Linked DNA regions of Zea mays: region 2 is linked to region 1. A link is a contact called in public Hi-C data. All regions are on one chromosome and are shown on one strand. Each heading gives the region's core, a stretch centred on a gene start, on an enhancer-like site or on the middle of the called end of the contact. The rest is flanking DNA. Distances are from core to core; before and after follow the strand shown. Region 1 holds the start of LOC103627496. Region 2 has its middle 45 kb from the start of LOC103627498.

What was found. Hi-C and Micro-C count contacts between places; a contact is called where the count stands out from the background.
Region 2: a contact with region 1 is called in a Hi-C map of bundle sheath, with 2.8 times the contacts expected there. The contact joins the enhancer-like site here to the promoter of LOC103627496 in region 1. A contact is called at or near these places in 12 of 25 Hi-C or Micro-C datasets (bundle sheath, ear, endosperm and 5 more) and 1 of 3 datasets of contacts at active chromatin or transcription factors (seedling).

Annotation. Positions count from the first base shown.
Region 1 is chr5:195,467,542-195,470,355 of Zm-B73-REFERENCE-NAM-5.0, reverse strand. It overlaps LOC103627496, which reads left to right and starts at 1,313. Exons shown (of 3, transcript XM_008647784.4): 1 at 1,313-2,186; 2 at 2,299-2,450; 3 at 2,595-2,814. The coding sequence starts at 1,697.
Region 2 is chr5:195,595,649-195,598,384 of Zm-B73-REFERENCE-NAM-5.0, reverse strand. No RefSeq gene overlaps it. Among protein-coding and RNA genes, the nearest start is that of LOC103627498, 45 kb to the right of the region's middle. Within about 2 kb of position 1,449, at least 17 of the 20 cell types and tissues checked have an H3K27ac peak or open chromatin away from gene starts, as enhancers often do. A contact at or near this core is called in bundle sheath, ear, endosperm and 4 more, where this site is marked.

The DNA.
Region 1 (2,814 bases), core at 64-2,563:
GAAGGCACCGTGGACGACATCGACGATGTCGGCACAACGCTGCTCCACTACTTTGATTAAATGAGCGAGTGCTCTTCGGAGCTTTGTGTTCTCTGAATCCATGGTCTACATAAAACATATGGTTCTGTTAATATACGTACCTGAAAATTTTATGTATACCGTGGCCTAGTTGCTAAATTGATGGTAAATATACTCGGAACCAGCTACTATTGGCAATAGGCAGTTCAAATATTGATGAAGATTACTCAATATTGTTGTGCCAAACAACTGGTGTTATCACTAGTGGCCATGATTCAGTGTGTCAAATACCACTCGCCATGTATTTTTGAATACACATTGATTCCTACAACAACAAAGCTTCTAGCAGAATGCAATTTTCTTAATTTCAACATCAATTATCAACAGAAAACCTAGGGGTCAAGGAATCCTAGAACCATCGATTGAATGTTGCCTGAACCCTAAACCCTAGATCTGGACGATTTGCAGCATATGAAGTACGAGAACCATACAAAGGAGAATGGATCTGCAATGTTGACAACCGAAGCTTTGTACCTTGTTCTCTTTGGATCTGGAGCACCCGACCGAATGGAAGACGATGTCGATGGCAGCGAGGAGTTGCGCTTGCGTTTCTCCGCACCTTCCTTCGTCGGCGCCGTGGATCTTCTCAGCCTCTTCGCGATGGCGGTTCGACGTCGACGAACACCGACGGTTGCACCCGAGTCTTGGATCTTTGTCTCATCGCCGGCCACCTCCTTGCCTCCAGCCATCGAAAGCGGTCCGCCGCTGGACCCGCTCGCGCACGGCCTCTTGGAGCCCAGCTTGGCCGGCTCCGCCGACGAGCCGCGCCGCGAGGCCCCCTCGCCGAGATGGATCAAAGTCGCCAGCGACGGGACAACAGAGCGTCCGGATTTTTCACCACCACGGGAGCCCGAACCCTCGCCCGGATAGCAGACGCTTGGAAGTCTCTACATCTAGAGTGCGTGTGGCATCCTCTAAAATTTAGAGTGTTATTTAGAGTGCCTTGCTGGGCACCTAGAGTACCACTCTGAATCCTAAATTTAGAGTACAGAACGGTTTATCGAGCCAGCCTTAGGCCTTAGCCCATAGGAGTGGTGATCAATTTTGACGGTGATAATGAACTGTTTACAATGTTATATCATACAGTACAACTTTTTTTTTGTAAGGAGACCATACGTACAGCTTTTACTTGCACAGAGTGCTCGCGCGTACTGACACGAGTCGGCAGCTTACAACATCATCCACACCGCAACACACAGCTCATGCAGCTGTACACTTGACGCTCAGCAAAGCAGCAGAGAGTACGCGGATGGATTTGGGATACGCGTAACCTCCATCTGAATACGTCCGATGCGATGCTCCTCCCTTTTCCCACCACCTCCCGTCTTCGCTGATCCCGTCAATCGCCTTTCTCCTCTTCCACGTCCTCCTTTCTACCCTCTTCGGGGCGTGTTCATAGCAAACGCGCCATCAAGATGATCGACGCCGATAATAAGTACGTATCACTCCCTCGAATGCTACTAAACCCTCCTAAACCAGCTCGGCGCGCAGGCAACTTCTCTATCTCCACTGCTCGCCTCGCAATCCAGCTCCAGCCGCGACCCTCCCTACCTACATACGCTAGGTCGTCGCTAGCTACCTAGCTTGAAGTTTGCGACTTATTAGTCTCGAAGCGAGAATGGGAGCTGCCTCGTCGCGGGAAGGGGACGCTGCCCGCGCGGCGGCGCGCGAGCACACGAAGCGGTGCCGGGAGCGGCGGCGGCTCGCGCGGGAGGCCGTGCGCCTGCGGCGGCACCTCGCGGCCTCGCACGCCGCGTACCTCCGGTCGCTCGGCGTCGTCGCGTCCGCGCTCACGCGCTTCGCGGTCGGCGAGCCGCTCCCGGTGTCCGACCACACCCCGCCCGCCGTGATCGCGCACCGCCCGGTCGTCGTCCCGTCCTCGCCTCCGCCGTTGCTCCGCGCCATCGACCAACAACCGCAGCCCGAGGCGCGGCGGGGCGGCGCCGTTCCTGCTGACGTCGGCGCTGTTTTTGAGGAGACGAGGATGGTGGTGAGGCACCGGAGCCTCGCGGAGGTCGCGGCGGGGCTGGAGGAGTACTTTGTCAAGGCCAGCGTCGCCGGAGACACGGTGTCGGCCCTGTTTGAGGCCAGTACCACCGAGTTCAACGGTAAGCCGCCGCGGCGTCACAGACTCACAATACACACTGACTGGCCAATGAGATGAGAAGACGCGTGTGGTGTGTGATGTCTCACTGACTGGCCAGCTGAATTTGCTCGCAGGTGCCTCAGCCTCACACAGCTTCTTGGGCGCGCTCTGCTGCCTTTCGGCGCCAACGCTCGACCGCATCGACAGCATGAGCAGCCGGCAGAGGCACAGCGCCACCTTGCAGCAGCTCCTGGCATGGGAGAAGAAGCTCTACAAGGAAGTCAAGGTGATCGAACAAAATTAAAGACACTGACAAGAGACAACATATATATACCTAATTGCTAAAAGCAGTCACGATGGTATATAGTTTGTGTTACCGCTGTCATGATTAGATGTTACCGCTGGAATAACGTGATGTTACCACACGCAGGCCAGAGAGAAATCGCAAATAAGGCACGACAAGAAGCTCGCTGAGCTGCGGGACCAGGAGTACAGCCGGAAGATCGACGTCGACATCCAGAAGCTCAAGGCGGCGTGGGACAGGGCGCGCGGGCAGCTGGAGACGGCCTCCCAGTCCGTGGACGCGACCTCCTCCGCCATCTCCCAGCTCCGCGACGCCCACCTCGCGCGCCAGCTCCTGGAGCTCTGCC
Region 2 (2,736 bases), core at 200-2,699, 130 kb before region 1:
CAAACATTGGATTAGGTTGAATTCGGATCGGGTCAAGTCAAGATCAGGTTGTGGGTTGTCTAGCACAACTCGTTTTTGACTCGTGTCTAGTGTAGTGTCAAGTCGGGTCAAGGCCGGATCATGAATTGTTTGACACAGACTGTGCCTGACCCATGCCTAATGCTGTATTGGGTTGGCTCAAGTTCGAGTTATGGGTTGTTTGGCACGACCTATGTCTAATGTCGAGTCGGGTTGGGTTGGCCCGTGACTCCCTAAAGCATGTGTCGTGTCAGGTTCTTGTTTGGGTTGTGTTAGGGTTTTTGGGTTCGAGTCGGGTTTTAGGTTGCGTCGGCTTTTGAGTAAAACATCATAGCCCGCCCTAGCCCATGGATTATAGCGGATCAAAAACTATGGCACATATTCGTCCGTTGTAATGATCAGGTCAATTAGGTAAGGTTTTTTCGGACGGGTCAAATTGGATCAAGTTTTTTTTTGGGACTGGTCAGATTGGGTTGGTAGGGTCAGGCGACCCAAAGACAAAGCCACACGAGTGATAAAAAACTACATGTGTGATTTTGATAATCGAGACAACCGATGACAAGTCTAAATTTTAGGATTGTGAATAAGCTTGGTTAGATGTACATCTATGTTTGACCAAGAATGACAATCATAAAAAATAATGAAGTATTCAAATAAAAGGTATAGCCACGATATTTTGTTTTGCTGGTCAAGGGAAAAATGTGTCATTAAATTTAATATAGATAGTCGTAATATTAAATAGAGAGTTTAATTGGAATCTGAGTCATACAGTGTCATGAGGTATTGAAACAATGTGCATTTTAGGATGTGTTTGGATGGAAGGACGAGGAAGGACGAAGAGGGATGAGATGAGATCATTTTAACTTGACCCACGTTTGTTTTGGAGATCCAGAGTCAGAGTCAAGAAATATTGTTCAAAAATGGTGGATGAGGTCATCCCTCAAAAAATAAGGGACGGGGTCAGCTCAGGGTTGATCTCGTCCCATCCCTAATTGACACCGAACCAAACGCTTCATTATATAGGTCAAATGACACACTCGGAGAGCAAGAAAAAATATTTATGAAAAACACTAAAAAATGCTAACTATGCTCTTTAAGTCTTGGTATGCTTGGCAAGAGACGACAAAGTGCTTTGAGTGTAACTTTTCTGGACGTATTCAGTGAAGCATTAGATGGGTGCATCGGACAGTAGGCGGAAGGCATCCAGATTTGTAATTTTTCGAAACCAAGATATAATATTGAGATATAGAATATATTAAATATAAAAACAAAAAGCGCCTCTGTTAGGGCACGAATTGGAATTGGACCGTTGCTGGATATGTCAATGGATATATATGCCGTTAGGCTTTTCTGTTGGCCAAGTGGGCCACGCCCACGCGGCTGAGAGCGCAGGCTTGACAAGGTGCGTGTGTTGCCGCAGCGCGCACGAATATTTGGGCCGCCATGGGCTGTAGTCAGCCGACCATTGGAAGGTGCGTGTGCATGTGTGGGCGTCTGGCTATGTGGAGCAACTGGTTTCCGAGCGGAAGGAGAGGGAGCCGACCGGTTGCAGGTGGGCTGGGCCGCCCAGAATTTCCGAGACCCCAGGCTATAATTTCCGGAGTGGGCTATTGCTCCTCATCGAGAGAATGGGGGAAGGATTTATCCTTTCTTCTCTCTTTTCTCTTCACCCCTCTTGCTCATTGTTTTGAAAACTAGGGGAGAGAAGCCCATGTATTGAGCTCCAAATAGAGAAGAGATGCATTTTTTCTCTACGCTTATCTCCATTTCATGAGCTTACAACTAATTTCTTGAGAGAGATTGAGTGAGTTATATTTTGTGGCACTATGCGGTCTTTGCGACGGTTTAGGGTTGGTGTTTTATGGTCTCCGTTGAAGAATACGTGGTGTTTGTGGGTAGCTCCAAAATAAGATTTTTTTGGGAGGTATTGTCGTAAGATCATGAAGGAAAACTGGTGGTGGATAGAGGTGCGAGGAACAACAAATGGTACAGTACAGCTATATCAAAATTCAAAATGCTAGAGGCTTTTTTTTTCCTGTGAGCGCTCCCTTGTGGACAGAGTGATCTACAGTAACATTAGCCTTACCTGAACAAGGATAAAGTAATTAGCAATGCACCAAAACTCGTCATCAAAAAATTGCAACAGATGGTCTGGTTGTACCTGCAAAACATTGTTAAGACTGATTTCCATTTAACCGTGCTGAATTTCAATGCTGCAAGAGCATCTCTGAAATCTGTGATATTTTTTTTTCATGATTGCTTGGATTTATTTTCGTTGGCAAAAAAAATTATATTCCTATGGCTTTCAAACGGTGTCCAGGAATTCCACCTTGACAAGGCTACACTACAGCTACAGTATAGATGGTCAATAAGCATGATGTCCGTGAGCCCGGCATGAAGGCCGCTGTTTAGGTCCGGTCCGAGCCCAGCACGACCCGGTTCTATGCGGGCCCGTACCGGCCCGGCACGAATAAGCGGGCCGGGCTCGGACAGGAAACTAGGCACGGTGGGCTAGCCCGGCACGGCCCGTTTACCCCTAGTCCTGTTAAGCCCGCTTTTTTACACTAAAACATGTTTATCGGCCCGCTTTTCGACCCGTTTTTTTCGTGCTAGACCCGCTGCAGGCCAGGCTCGGACAGAAAATCGAGCCCGCGTGCCTAGACATCCCGACCCGGTTTTCTAACCGTGTTTGGCGGGCCGGGCCCAAAACGGACCGGG